2 separate regions of the Mus musculus genome follow, and region 1 is linked to region 2. A link is a contact called in public ChIA-PET data. All regions are on one chromosome and are shown on one strand. The core of a region is the stretch at or near the end of the contact, and the rest is flanking DNA. Distances in the headings are between cores, read along the strand shown. Region 1 holds the start of Gbp10 (guanylate-binding protein 10). Region 2 holds the start of Gbp8 (guanylate-binding protein 8).

The links. ChIA-PET counts read pairs in DNA pulled down with a chosen protein or histone mark.
Region 1: a contact with region 2 is called in an RNA polymerase II ChIA-PET map of memory CD8 T cells, with 25 read pairs. The contact joins the promoter of Gbp10 here to the promoter of Gbp8 in region 2. A contact is called at or near these places in 2 of 115 datasets of contacts at active chromatin or transcription factors (effector CD8 T cells and memory CD8 T cells) and 1 of 9 other capture datasets (liver).

Annotation. Positions count from the first base shown.
Region 1 is chr5:105,237,612-105,244,492 of GRCm38.p6, forward strand. Gbp10 (guanylate-binding protein 10) reads right to left here and starts at 1,922. Exons shown (of 11, transcript NM_001039646.2): 1 at 1,861-1,922.
Region 2 is chr5:105,047,878-105,055,334 of GRCm38.p6, forward strand. Gbp8 (guanylate-binding protein 8) reads right to left here and starts at 5,684. Exons shown (of 10, transcript NM_029509.4): 1 at 5,624-5,684; 2 at 2,987-3,194. The coding sequence starts at 3,170.

The DNA.
Region 1 (6,881 bases), core at 672-3,171, 190 kb after region 2:
ATAGCATTGGAAATGTAAATGAGCTAAATACCTAATAAAAAATGGAAAAAAAAAAAAAAGAAATTCGTGCACCAGAGCATTCTATACAGCGTGTAAAAAGGCAACCCAAGAATGGGTGACGAAGACCTGTAGTAAATCACATGTGTGATAAAGGGTTACTATCTGAAACAAAGTGGCTCTACAATTCATCACAGACACCTCAGTTCTAAACTGAGAAAAGCACTGGGTTGAAATTTCTGCAGAGAAGGCTTACAAATGTCCATGAGCACACAAGATAGTACTCAATATTACAAATCACCTTGTATGAGAAAACTATAAAATTTTTAAATAAACTTACTTGAAAAAGATGTAATGTCCAAATTGGGATGTACCAGAGTGAAAGGTGAAATGTCTCTGTTCCCAGGACAGAATGGCAATCAGGTTTTATTAGGGAAACATGGATGCAAAATGAAGAAACTTTTCGTTACACTATTTCTGTTTTGCCATGCTGAGGGACATGGTGTAAGAGTCTAGAGTCACATGATCATGTGTGATTTGGCTTCTTAGAGCTCACTGAGGATGAGGCTTGCTTTGGGTTAACATACATATTTATTTGAAATTGTTTGCTTAGTCTTGCTGATGTTTGCAGTTTAAGCATAAATGAAGTTATTTTAAGAGCTACTTGGTTTTGTTGCTCAATAATTCTTCAGACCCAGTGTTCATTATAACGTGGCTTTGAAAAACAGTTGGGAAGTGCCAATCAAACCACAAGGCATCACTTCATACACACAAGGACAGCTACCACACAAGGCAAAAACAAATACATGTAACCTGGAATTTAAACATCTCATATGTCTATACTCCGCAGCTAAGAACACAAAATATTACCTCACAGGAAACAGTCCTGGCTTCTGAGAAAATATATAGTTATGTTTGACCTAAAAGCTCTCCTTTGATTACAACACAAACAAACTAGAAAACAAGGACTTGGATGAACCTTTGAGCTGTATTGATCATGGTAGCTGTATTTACAATACCCACAATGTGGACACAGCCCAGTCTCCCACCAACAGATCACCAACAGATGCATACATTAACACAGTCTGATAGCATGCAAATTAGAATATTATTCAGCAAGAAAAAGGAATACAATTCTACTGCACACTTCTTTATAGAACTTCATAGACTTGAGGCTATCCATGAATCCCTGCAGACCAGACAACACATAACCTACCTCCCCTGCCCTGCCCTCAGTCCCAGATGAGCATGAGGACATTATGCCAAGGAAGGAGAATGTGCAGAATCCTAAGAAGTTAGATACAGGTGATGTCACTTAACTCCAGAAACCAGGCTCTCTGCAACTTAGTTCCATGTATGAGATAATACTAGCAGCCCAAACAAAATGCACATAGCACTACGTGATCTCTACATCTCACATACAACATAAACATCAAGAGAGAACTGGACTATCTTCTTACACTTAATACGAAGTCAGTGAGGTAGGAACTAAGTTATTTCCAGATAGAGGTTTGCCAAGCTCTTGTGCTGAATCTTCCTCACACGGTTCCTCCACAGAAAGACTTTCCTCTGCCTACAGCTGCCTGTGAACCAGGGAAGGAGCTGTTGCTGTGGTCCCAGCTGAGGCAGGACCAGGGCACTTCCCACAGCTTCACCAACAGAGCAGGGCAGCCAGCAGTGTCAGGCTACAACTTTGTATCTGTCCTTTATCAGAGGAAAGAAACTGACCTCCTAGACCTAAAGCCAGCCTCAGCCCCCTGTAGACCAGAGAGCACAGAACCTACCTCCCTTCCCCTTCCCCCAGGTGCCACTTTGAATTGGAAATCAACCTGAGATCCAGACTAAGTTGCTCCTAAAATATACCTGGTCCCCACAGTACAGGTCCAAGTGCAGTTTTCAGCTGCTTCTCTCTCCTAGGAATCACCTCTGCTCTCCTCCCTCCTGCTCTCTTTGCTCCTCTTTTATGTGAGCACACACACACACACACACACACACACACACACACACACACACACACACACACACAGTGGAAAGAAATCACATGCTGCAGCAGAAACAAAACTGAAAATAAAGTAGAATAAGGCCAATGGTAACTTAGCCAAGGCTGGGGGGTTGAGAGGGAGGTCAGAGGTTCCTGGCTGTCAGAAAAGTCAGTGTGATACTCTGTTGCAGCCAAAAGACAGCAGGCCTCCACTGTGGACAGTGTTTACTTTCTCTTTCCTTTGAACCCATCTCCAGTTTCCTCCAGCCTTCTTGGCACAGATAAAGCACAGTAAACCCAGGTCCCCATCAGTGGAAATGACACAATCTGGGAGGATTGCAAGTGTGCTTCTCTCAGGGGAAATCCCTGGTGCTTCCTGATCAAAGAGCTTTAATGTTTGAACCATGTGTTTTCTAAAACAGGAACCATCACTGTTGCCATTTCTTCTGGGCTGCCCCACAGTTACCTGGCAACAGCCAGGTGGGTCTGACTTACAATAAAAGGGACTGCTTGTCCATCCCCCCCCTCCACTCTTTCTCTCTAATAGTCCTCTCTTACTTTCTTACCCTCTTTCTTCTCATTCCCTCCTTCTCCTTCCTCCCCCACTCTCTGTCCCTCTTTCTCTGTATCTACAACCCCCTCAACTCCCCTCTCCAGATCTTAAATACACTCTATTCTATACTATACAACTGTGTGGCTGGTACCTCAGGAGGAGGAAGGGATGCTTCAGCACTGGCCCTCTGAGGCACCCCCTTCCACTTCACCATACCACGCCTCTACCACACATGTCCCTGACTTCTTTTTTTTTATTCAAAAAACACAGCAGTCAATCTAAAAACTGTTTTTTCAAAGAAGTAATTTAAGAATAGTAAGTAGGAATTGTGTTCAAGATAGAAGCTAAGAAAACTCACTTCAGAGATGGGACCTTAAAAATGAAAGCTTTATTTTCTGAGCCCTTAGGGAGGCAGCCAGTTTGGGATCTGAACTTTGTTCCAGATGGGAGATTGAACACCATTTGTAAAGCATGAAACACAAAGTGCAAGGGGAGCTGCAAGTTAGCCATTGTGTTTTCACCTGAAGGATTAAACAAGGGAGGTCCCTTGGAGACTGTATTGGCATCAGAACATCCCAAAACTATGACATCACATAGATGACAGCAAGACCTGCAACCTGCAGACTATTTGCCAAGACAACAGGCACCATATTCCCAGCATCCACTTGGCTAACTCCCACCTTTACCTGTGTTAAATCATTTTCCATATAAATGAGGGAGAACGGCCCTTCCTCACTCTCTCTCCCCCTTTTCTCCTTCTGACACGACCTTGTCTCCCCCTTCCAATACAACCACTTCCACGTTGAACTGCCTTGGCCTAGTGTGCTGTTGAGATGAGACCCGCCATTCTAACACATCATTTGGTGCCAAAACCTGGGAAAACTCAGAGGTTAAGGGAACATCCGCTGCAGAGCACAGCAGCAGGAGGACCCTGGTGGAGGTGTTGGACCATGGCCAAGTGGGCCAGCAAATGGCAGCTGGCTGAGGTTGCTGTAAGAGCCTCAATGCTCAGAGCAGCTGTGACCACCAGCAGTGGACTGAGCCAGAATTCTACCCCCTGCTGAGCCCAGCTGCCAACACTGCCTCTTCCAACACGATATCTGCTGGTACTTCAACCATGAAAGCTGTGCCCTCCTGGTTCATCTTGCAGGCCTGGCTTCCACACTTCTAATTACCAGTTCGCTAAAATTCTCACAGACACTGGCATATTAATTGGTAGGATCGCTTGGCTGGAGGGCCTCTAATTTCTCAGATAGGGCCTCACCAGCCTTTTCTGGGAACTAAGAGGTTGGCATTTTACAGTCACGCCTCCAGCTGACATACAAGTTAAGACATCAACTGTTTGGGTGACCAACCACCCCCCCCAAAAAGCTGCTCTCATCCTCCTCACCCACCCCCCACCCCCCAACCCCCCCCCCCCGGGGCTCTTGCAGCCGCTTAAAATCCCTGGATCCAGAGTAGGGCACTTTCCACAGTAAGCCCAGGGCTATTAGAAGCCCCCATTACAACTTGGACATCTAGCCTGGCTGATTTCTTTTTTGGTTTCTGGATTGTTCTCGGGACACTGGTAGGAATACTCCAGTAACCCCCAAATGCATAATAAGATGTCTTCAAATGTACCCGCAGGAACCCCACTGGGATGTCTCCTGGTGCTGCAGACTATCCCGATCTTTCTTGGGTCTCCTATCTGCGCAGAACGGGTCTCTAGTTGCAGATGGGCAAAGGAGTTGGCGAATGACAAACAATAAGACAGGAGAGAGCATGTTGAATTTGAGTGTAATTTTTCAAATCAATCATCAAACTTTTTATACAGAAGAGTAACAAGAAACCAGGTGAGACACATCCACTGAGTTACAGTGACACAATACAAAAGGAATGTATACATCAAAAGATGGCAGGGACAAGGTCGCCTTTACCACTAAGGTGGGAGCCAACTGTAATGCTAGACTATTGTTAAGCCCACCACCAGAGGTTCTTAGTAAATGCCTGATTTATGCTGTTTCTTTGGGCCTGGTGAGGAAACCTGTCTCAGGGGGATTCCCTAACTCTTTCATGGTAAACCCACCTATTCACTAGGCCATTGTGTATTCCCTTGTTTGGGTGAGACTGGCTACTGTCATAAGTAATCACTCTGCAGACTAGCCCTGAACTATTCTAGCTCCGTTCTTTGTAATGCCTAATTAGTTTCACCATCTCTACTAGAAATAAATTTAAATGTTACTGAATAGGTAACATTCTTACTGAATTCCTGCTGAATTCCAAGCTCATTGGCTTCAAGGATTTTCTAGGACATTGGAACTCTGATGGAGGCTCACCTATGTTAAAATTCAATCTTTGAAGGATCTTATAATAAAACAATACTGAAAGAGAGCATACACCATAGTAACACAGGGATAGAGTTTGAGTATATGGGTTATGAGAATGCCAAGGTTCCAGGAGGCTGAGTTTCCTTGAAACTCTTTGCCTTGTGAGTGCTGCTTCCAGGCCTCTGGGCCTATCAGGCAGACTTCACTGGAGTGGGTGTAGCATCCTGGAAAATCTCAAAACTTTGAAGCTAACTCTCCACTTGAAGGTATCAAAATTAATATACCTGTGCAATAACATCTGGATTCAGTACCCACTAGATAATGGTTCCAAATGGCCACTTAATGGTACCCTAGATCTCACTTTTAAAGGGATATTAATATATTCTGTCAGCAAACTGGCAAATGAAAAAGGTTATCTATATTAAAGCCTTCATCTGTATTCACTCCAGTCCTTCTATGTGTTCTCCTTGTTCTCCAATCCAACTCCTCTTAGCCATGAAACCTACACAACCTCTGCCAGATGACACCACGATGTTAGATCCAGCTAATGAACCACCTCCTTTCCTCAGCAGACTTCTTTCCATGCCACCGAAAACCCAAAGTGCTACTTAAGTTTCTCTTCACCTAGATACCCCAGAGCATGCTACCTCTAACTCCCCTTCTTCTGTATCAGCTGCAGGTCCCTCCAAACATTCTACATCGGAACCTAACTTCACCTGCCTATCACTCACTCTAAGGCCATAGTCAAACCCCCAAGTCCTTCCCCACCAGGGACATCTGACCCAACAACAGTTCTTCCTCTAAGAGAAGTTGCTGGGGTAGAAGGCCTTGTCAGAGTACATGTTCCTTTCTCACTGAGTGAACTTCCTCAGATAGGAAAGAGGCTAGGTTCTTATACCTCTAACTCCTCAGCCTTTATTAAAGAGTTTAAATTTATTACTCAATCTTACAGCTTGATTTTCCATGATATACATATGATACTTACTAATAAATTGCTTCCTGAGGAATTCAGGCAAGTTTGGGAGCAAGTGAGAACACATGCAGATGAAATTCATCAAACAGATAGAGGGTAACCAATTGGATCAGGGGCAGTGCCTGACCAAGATCCTCGATGGGATTATAATTTTGCAGGTGCTATTTTATCCAGAGACAGGATTTATAACATGCCTTTTGGTAGGCCTAAGAAAGGCAGCCTTAAAGCTGGTAAATTTTGAAAAGCTCCAAGAGGTTGTCCAGGACAAGCAAGAAAATCCATCTCGATTTTCAGAACACCCCACAAAGGCTTTATTGCAATATAATAATCTGGACCCTGAAAGCCCAGAAAGTAAGCAACTCCTGATGACCTACTTCTTTTCCCAGGGCTACCCCCAACATAAGAGCTAAACTTAAAAAGCTGGAGAGGGGACCCCTTACTACACAGGGAGAAGTCTTAGCACTGGACTACAAAGTGTACCATGGGAGAGATGAGAAAGTCCACAAACAAAAATACCATATGCTGGCAAAGGCTGTCCGACCAACCCCAGCCCCTGCCCCGGCCAGACTCACAGTCTTCTAAGACTCAGAGACAACCAGGTACCTGCTACAAATGTGGTCAGCAAGGTCATTGGGCAAAAGCCTACCCCAACTTCTGCAAGCCAAGGGGGCCATGCCCTAGGTGCCATCAAGAGGGACATTGGGAGGTTGATTGCATGCATATTACACAGAACAGAGGGACATCACCCCCAGACAACCCTCTAACTGATCTCTTAGGCTTGACTCCGACCCAGTGATAAGGCCTGAGCTCCCCAGACCCGACAACTGCCATCATTAGCAGGGAACCCCGGGTAGGTATCATTGGTATGTGAGCAGCCCATCTCCTTCCTTTTGGACACTGGAGCCACTTACTTGGCCCTGACAGAGTTTGGGGGACCCACTTATCCTTCTCGCTTTCCTATGGTCGGAGTAGGAGGACAGCCTTATTTCCCTCACTAGACCCCACCACTTAGCTGCATTTTTTGAGGTGTTCCTATCACCCATTCCTTTTGGTAGTGCCAACATGTCCTGT
Region 2 (7,457 bases), core at 4,434-6,933:
AAAAAAAAAAAACTTCAAGTCTCTGAAGAAAGAAATTAAAGAAGATCTCAGAAGATGGAAAGATCTCCCATGCTCATGGATTGGCAGGATCAACATTGTAAAAATGGCTATCTTGCCAAAAGCAATCTACAGATTCAATGCAATCCCCATCAAAATTCCAACTCAATTCTTCAACGAATTAGAAGGAGCAATTTGCAAATTCATCTGGAATAACAAAAAACCTAGGATAGCAAAAACTCTTCTCAAGGATAAAAGAACCTCTGGTGGAATCACCATGCCTGACCTAAAGCTTTACTACAGGGCAATTGTGATAAAAACTGCATGGTACTGGTATAGAGACAGACAAGTAGACCAATGGAATAGAATTGAAGACCCAGAAATGAACCCACACACCTATGGTCACTTGATCTTCGACAAGGGAGCTAAAACCATCCAGTGGAAGAAAGACAGCATTTTCAACAATTGGTGCTGGCACAACTGGTTGTTATCATGTAGAAGAATGCGAATCGATCCATACTTATCTCCTTGTACTAAGGTCAAATCTAAGTGGATCAAGGAACTTCACATAAAACCAGAGACACTGAAACTTATAGAGGAGAAAGTGGGGAAAAGCCTTGAAGATATGGGTACAGGGGAAAGATTCCTGAACAGAACAGCAATGGCTTGCTCTGTAAGATCGAGAATTGACAAATGGGACCTAATGAAACTCCAAAGTTTCTGCAAGGCAAAAGACACCGTCAATAGGACAAAAAGACCACCAACAGATTGGGAAAGGATCTTTACCTATCCTAAATCAGATAGGGGACTAATATCCAACATATATAAAGAACTCAAGAAGGTGGACTTCAGAAAATCAAATCACCCCATTAAAAAATGGGGCTCAGAACTGAACAAAGAATTCTCACCTGAGGAATACCGAATGGCAGAGAAGCACCTGAAAAAATGCTCAACATCCTTAATCATCAGGGAAATGCAAATCAAAACAACCCTGAGATTCCACCTCACACCAGTCAGAATGGCTAAGATCAAAAATTCAGGTGACAGCAGATGCTGGCGTGGATGTGGAGAAAGAGGAACACTCCTCCATTGTTGGTGGGATTGCAGGCTTGTACAACCACTCTGGAGATCAGTCTGGCGGTTCCTCAGAAAACTGGATATAGTACTACCGGAGGATCCAGCAATACCTCTCCTGGGCATATATCCAGAAGATGCCCCAACTGGTAAGAAGGACACATGCTCCACTATGTTCATAGCAGCCTTATTTATAATAGCCAGAAGCTGGAAGGAACCCAGATGCCCCTCAACAGAGGAATGGATACAGAAGATGTGGTACATCTACACAATGGAGTACTACTCAGCTATTAAAAAGAATGAATTTATGAAATTCCTGGCCAAATGGATGGACCTGGAGGGCATCATCCTGAGTGAGGTAACACATTCACAAAGGAACTCACACAATATGTACTCACTGATAAGTGGATATTAGCCCAAAACCTAAGATACCCAAGATATAAGATACAATTTCCTAAACACATGAAACTCAAGAAAAATGAAGACTGAAGTGTGAACACTATGCCCCTCCTTAGAAGTGGGAGCAAAACACCCTTGGAAGGAGTTACAGAGACAAAGTTTGGAGTTGAGATAAAAGGATGGACCATGTAGACACTACCATATCCGGGGATCCATCCCATAATCAGCTTCCAAATGCTGACACCATTGCATACACTAGCAAGATTATGCTGAAAGGACCCTGATATAGCTGTCTCTTGTCAGAGTATGCCTGGGCCTAGCAAACATAGAAGTGGATGCTCACAGTCGGCTATTGGATGGATCACATGGCCCCCAATGAAGGAGCTAGAGAAAGTACCAAAGAAGCTAAAGGGATCTGCAACCCTATAGGTGGAACAACATTATGAACTAACCAGTACCCCGGAGCTCTTGACTCTAGCTGCATATGCATCAAAAGATGGCCTAGTCGGCCATCACTGGAAAGAGAGGCCCATTGGACACGCAAACTTTATATGCCCCAGTACAGGGGAACGCCAGGGCCATAAAAGGGGAGTGGGTGGGTAGGGGAGAAGGGGTGGGTGGCTATGGGGGACTTTTGGTATAGCATTGCAAATGTAAATGAGCGAAATACCTAATAAAAAATGGAAAAAAAAAAAAAAAGAAAAAAAAAAAAAAAAGATGGCCTAGTCGGCCATCACTGGAAAGAGAGGCCCATTGGACTTGCAAACTTTATATGCCCCAGTACAGGGGAACGCCAGGGCCAAAAAAAATGGGAGTGGGTGGGTAGGGGAGTGGGGGGGGAGGGTATGGGGGACTTTTGGGATAGCATTGGAAATGTAATTGAGGAAAATATGTAATAAATAAATAAATAAATGAATAAAAAAAAAAAAAAAAAAAAAGATTTACTTATTTCATTTTATTAACATGAGAATTCTGCCTGTCTGTATGTAACTGCACCATGCGCATGCCCATTCCCATTAAAGGGAAAAAAATAGCACTGGATCCTCTCAGGCTGGAGTTACTAAAAAATTTAAGTCACTATGTGGGTGCCAATAGTCAAACTTTGCCTGCATGAGCAACCAGTGCTCTTAGCCACTGGACCAACTCTCCAGTTCTACCTATCAGAGATTTTTCAAGTCTTAAGTATTCAAGGACTTTCTATCCTGATGGAAATATCTTATTGAGAAAGGAGAACCTGCTGTAGGAGACAGGGGACTGAGGTGTAGGATCCCATTGTTCTGGGCATCAGAAAAGGCCTCATCTTGAGCACTGAGAAGGGAGATTTTCTTTAACAGAATGGAAGGGAAGAGCACAGGAGAGATTATTGGGGAGCAGCAATGAAGGGATTCAATTTAGCATGCGAGGGTGGCTTTGCTAAAAAGGAGTTCTGCTGTCCATTGTTATAATTGGGAATAAGAATTAAGAAAATGTGACAGACACAGTCAAACATTTGGCTGGTACACAGCATGCCACTCACCGTGATTCTGTCCTGCCAGACGGTTCATCAAATAGGACTTCCCTGTACGGTACAATCCAACAATAGCCACGACTACCACTGGCTGAGAAATCTTCTCCAGAATCTCTATGGCTTCATGGTTCACGGACAGATGTTCATTGTGGTTTTCCACAAGACAAATGGGAGCCATTTGTGGTTGGGTCATAGCAACCTGCCAACGTAGATGAATCTATAATAGGAGAAAGAGAGTAAAGTCATTCTCTGCCTCACTGACACCCAATGGCTCAGCAGCTAAGACCAGTTGGTGACCTTTGTAGGTTTCCTGTTGGCATTGTGTAGCTTCATCTGGCAGCATGTATCCTTGAATCTGCAGTCCAGATGGCCTCCTTCTCTTCATTATTCTTCAAAGTTCTAAAGAAGCATTTGTAACAAATGGGCTGCTCTCATCTATAAAGCTTTAATTCAGTATAATAAAATCTAAACCATAGTGATATTCATCAAGGTCAACCCAGCAAACAACCAGCAAAGTGGCAGACTAGTAGTCTCACAGGCCTTGGTATATCCATGAATAGATTTCTATATGGCTGAAAATATGTAGAAACTGTGAGCAATACCAATTAATTACACTGAGATGTACAGCTGAATAAAAGGTGGGAATTACATGTGTCCTTGTTAGACTTTTTAGTGCCTACCTGCACCCTACCTGACACAGGTCCTGTCTGCAGGAAGCAACACAGAGCTTAATTGCAACAGGCTAACCTGGGGCTAACCTGATCTCAGTTTTACCTAACTTGTGTTTCAAGTAAAGATTATTTCTTGAACATGAAAATAAAACCTCAACATGAGCAAATAAATAGAGAAAACAGACTTTGTAAGATTAAGAACCGTTGTGCACCAGAGCATTCTATAAAGAAAGTAAAAGGGCAACTCAAGAATGGGTGAAGACGACCTGTAAATCACATGTGTAATAAAGTTCCTTTACAACTCATCATAGACAAGTCAGTTCTAAACTGAGAAAATTGCTGAGGAGATGGATATATCTGCAGAAAAGGCCTGCAAACATCCAAGAGCACACAAGATAATATTCAATATTGCTAATCATCTGGCACAAGAGAACTATAGAAGTTAAGAAAAAATTATTTGAAAAAGATGCAGTGTACAAACAGGGAAGTACCATAGTGAATGGTTTAGTGTCTTTAGTTCCTAGGATAGAATGTCAATCAGGCTATATTAGGGAAACATTGGATGCAAAATAAACTTTTCTTTACATGATTTCTGCTTTGCCAGGCTGGAGAACCTGGTGTCAGAGTCTAGAGTCACATGATCGTGTGTGATTTGGCTTCTTATAACTCACTGAGGCTGAGGTTTGCTTTGGGCTAACATATATATCATTTGAAATTAATTGCTTAGTTTTGCTGATGTTTGCATCAGCACGGACTAGGTTATTTTAAGAGCTACATGATATTGTTCCTCAATAATTCTTCAGACCCTGTGACAAACATTGAGGAAGTCCCAATCAAACCACAAGGCATCACTTCATACTCATCAGGATAGCTACCACACAATGCAAAAATGAATACATGTCACCTGGAATTTAAACAACTCAGGTGTCTGTACTCTGCAGCTAAAAACACAGAATATTCCCTCAGGGAAAACAGTCATGGCTTCTGAGAAAATGAATAGTTTCATATGATCTAACAACTCTTATTTGATTACAACACAAACAAACTAGCAAACAAGGACTTGGATGGACCTTTGATCTGTGTTGTTCATCGCAGTTGTGTTTACAATACCCACAATGTGGAAACAGCCCAGTCTCCCATCAACAGATCACCAATAGATGCATACATTAACACAGTCTGATAGCACACACAATAGAATATTCTTCAGCCAGAGAAGGGAATACAATTAATTACTTTACCCAACTTCATAGACCTTCATAGACTTAAAGCCAGCCACAGACCCCTGCAGGCCAGACAACACATAACCTGCCTCCCCTGCCCTCAGTCCCAGATAAGCAAGAGGACATTATGCCAAGGGCAGAGAATGTGTACAATCCCCAGAAGTCACTTGATTCCACAAGACAGTCTCTCTGCAGCTTAGACCCATTAATGAGATAAGAAGAGCAGCCCAAACAAAATGCATAGAGCCCATGGGATCTCTATATCTCCCCCACCCCCTCCAAAAAAAGAAAACAAAACAAAACAAAAACTAAATATCAAGAGACAACTTTGCTATCTACTTACTAAACTTAATAAAAAGTACGTCAGGAAGAAACTAAGTTTATGTCCAAATAGATGTTTGCCAAGCCCTTTTGCTGAATTTTCTTCACAAGGTTCCTCCACAGAAAGACATTCATCTGGCTGTGAACCAGGGCAGGAGCTGTAGCTGTGGTCCCAGCTGAGGCAGGACCAGGGCTCTTCCCACAGCTTCACCAACAGAGCAGGGCAGCCAGGAGTGTCAGGCTGCCACTTTGTATCTGTCCTTTGTCAGAGGAAAGAAACTCACCTCCTAGACCTAAAGCCAGCCACAGCCCCCTGCAGACCAGAGAGCACAGAACCCGCCTCCCTTCCCCCTCCCTCAGTTGCCACTTTGACTTGGAAATCAAGCTGGGGTCCAGACTAAGTTGCTCCTTAAAGAAAGGAAAAGTAAATATACCTGGTCCCACAGCACAGGTCCAAGTGCAGTTCTCAGCTGCTGCTGCCTCCTCAGGCTCACTTCTGCTCTCCTCACTTCCTGCTCTCTTTGCTCCTCCTTTATGTGAGCTGACCACACACACACACACACACACACACACACACACACACACACACACACACACACACTCACACAGGCAGCAGCAAAAACAAAATTGAAAGTAAAGTAAACCAAGGCATTGTTAACTTGCCCAAGACTGGAAGGGGAGGTCAGAGGATGCTTAGTGTCAGAAAAAGCCAGTGAGAAACTGTGTTGCAGCCAAGGGACAGCAGGCCTCCACTGTGGAAAGAGTTTACATTCTCTTTCTTTGGAACCCATCTCCAGTTTCCTCCAGCCTTCTAGGCACAGATAAAGCACAGTAAACCCAGGGCCCCATCAGTGGAAATGACACAATCTGGGAGGATTGCAAGTGTGCTTCTCTCAGGGGAAATTCCAGGTGCTTCTTGAGCGAAGAGCTTTAATGTTTTAAACCTGTGTTTTCTAAAACAGGAACCATCACTGTTGCCATTTCTTCTGGACTCTGCCCCACAGTTACCTGGCAACAGCCAGGTGGACATGACTCACTATAAAAAGGGCTGCTTGTCCACTCTGCCCCCCCCCCCTCAATCTCTCTCCCTGAAATCTTCCTCTCTTCCTTTCTTACCCTCTTTCTTCTCCATTCCTCTCCCTGCTTCCTCCCTTCCTTTTTCTCTGTCTCTACTACCCTCTCAAATCCCCTCTTCATGTCTAAAATAAACTCTATTCTATACTATACAATTGTGTGGCTGGTACTTCAGGAGGACAGGATTCCTCAGCATGTGCCCTCTGAGACACCACCTACCACCTCAACATACCACGCCTCCACCACACATATCCCTGGCTTCTTTTTCTTTTTCAGAAAACACAACAGTTGATCTAAAAACTGATTTTAAAGAAGTAATTAAAGAATAGTAAGTAGGAGTTGTGTTCAGGGTAGAAGCTAAGAAAACTCACTTCTGAGATGGAAGCTTAAAAATGAAAGCTTTATTTTCTGAGCCCTTAGGAAGGCAGCCAGTTTGGGATCTGAACTTTGTCTCTGATGGGAGATTGAACACCATTTGTAAAGGATGAAACACAAAGCGGGGGGGGGGGGGGCAGGGAGCTGCAGAGCGATCCATTGTGATTTCACAGGAAGGATTAAACAAGGGAGTACCCCTCAGAGACTGGGCCATATCCAGGCACCTAGCTTCAGGGTCCTTAATTTACTCTCCTAGACATTTGGTGCAGAACTCAGAGTGATAAAGGGACAAAGGAGCAGGTCAGCAGCATGGAGGTAAACTGGTACCTTAATTCTACTTCAGTGAACTCTCCCCCTATTCATCTGTTGGGTCCACATGGCCACCCATTTGCAGGCCCAGGTAGAACACACACAGAGTCCACACCAGGACTGGGAAGAAGTTCATGTCAGCAGGTTCTTGGATTCCACTAAGGCCAGGGGAGTCTCTGGTCTGGAACAGAGCAGGGATGTGTCCAGTTCTTGTCAGTTGAGTGGCACTGCTGAGACAGGATTGAGGGGAGCAGCAGGAGCAGGGCTCTCTCTAACACTTGCTAAAGCCTTTTGTTCACTTCAGCACTCAACTGAATCTACAAAACATCAGGATAAACCTGTGTGTTCCTTTCCCTGTGTTTCTCTTCTGTATTATATTGAGAAAGAGAGAGACATGTGTTTGTGTGTGTGTGTGCACATATGTGTGTGTGGGTATTTGTGTTTGCACATGTGTGTGTGAGCCTGCGTAAGTGCACCTCTGCATATTTGCTGATGTCTGCAGTTGACATT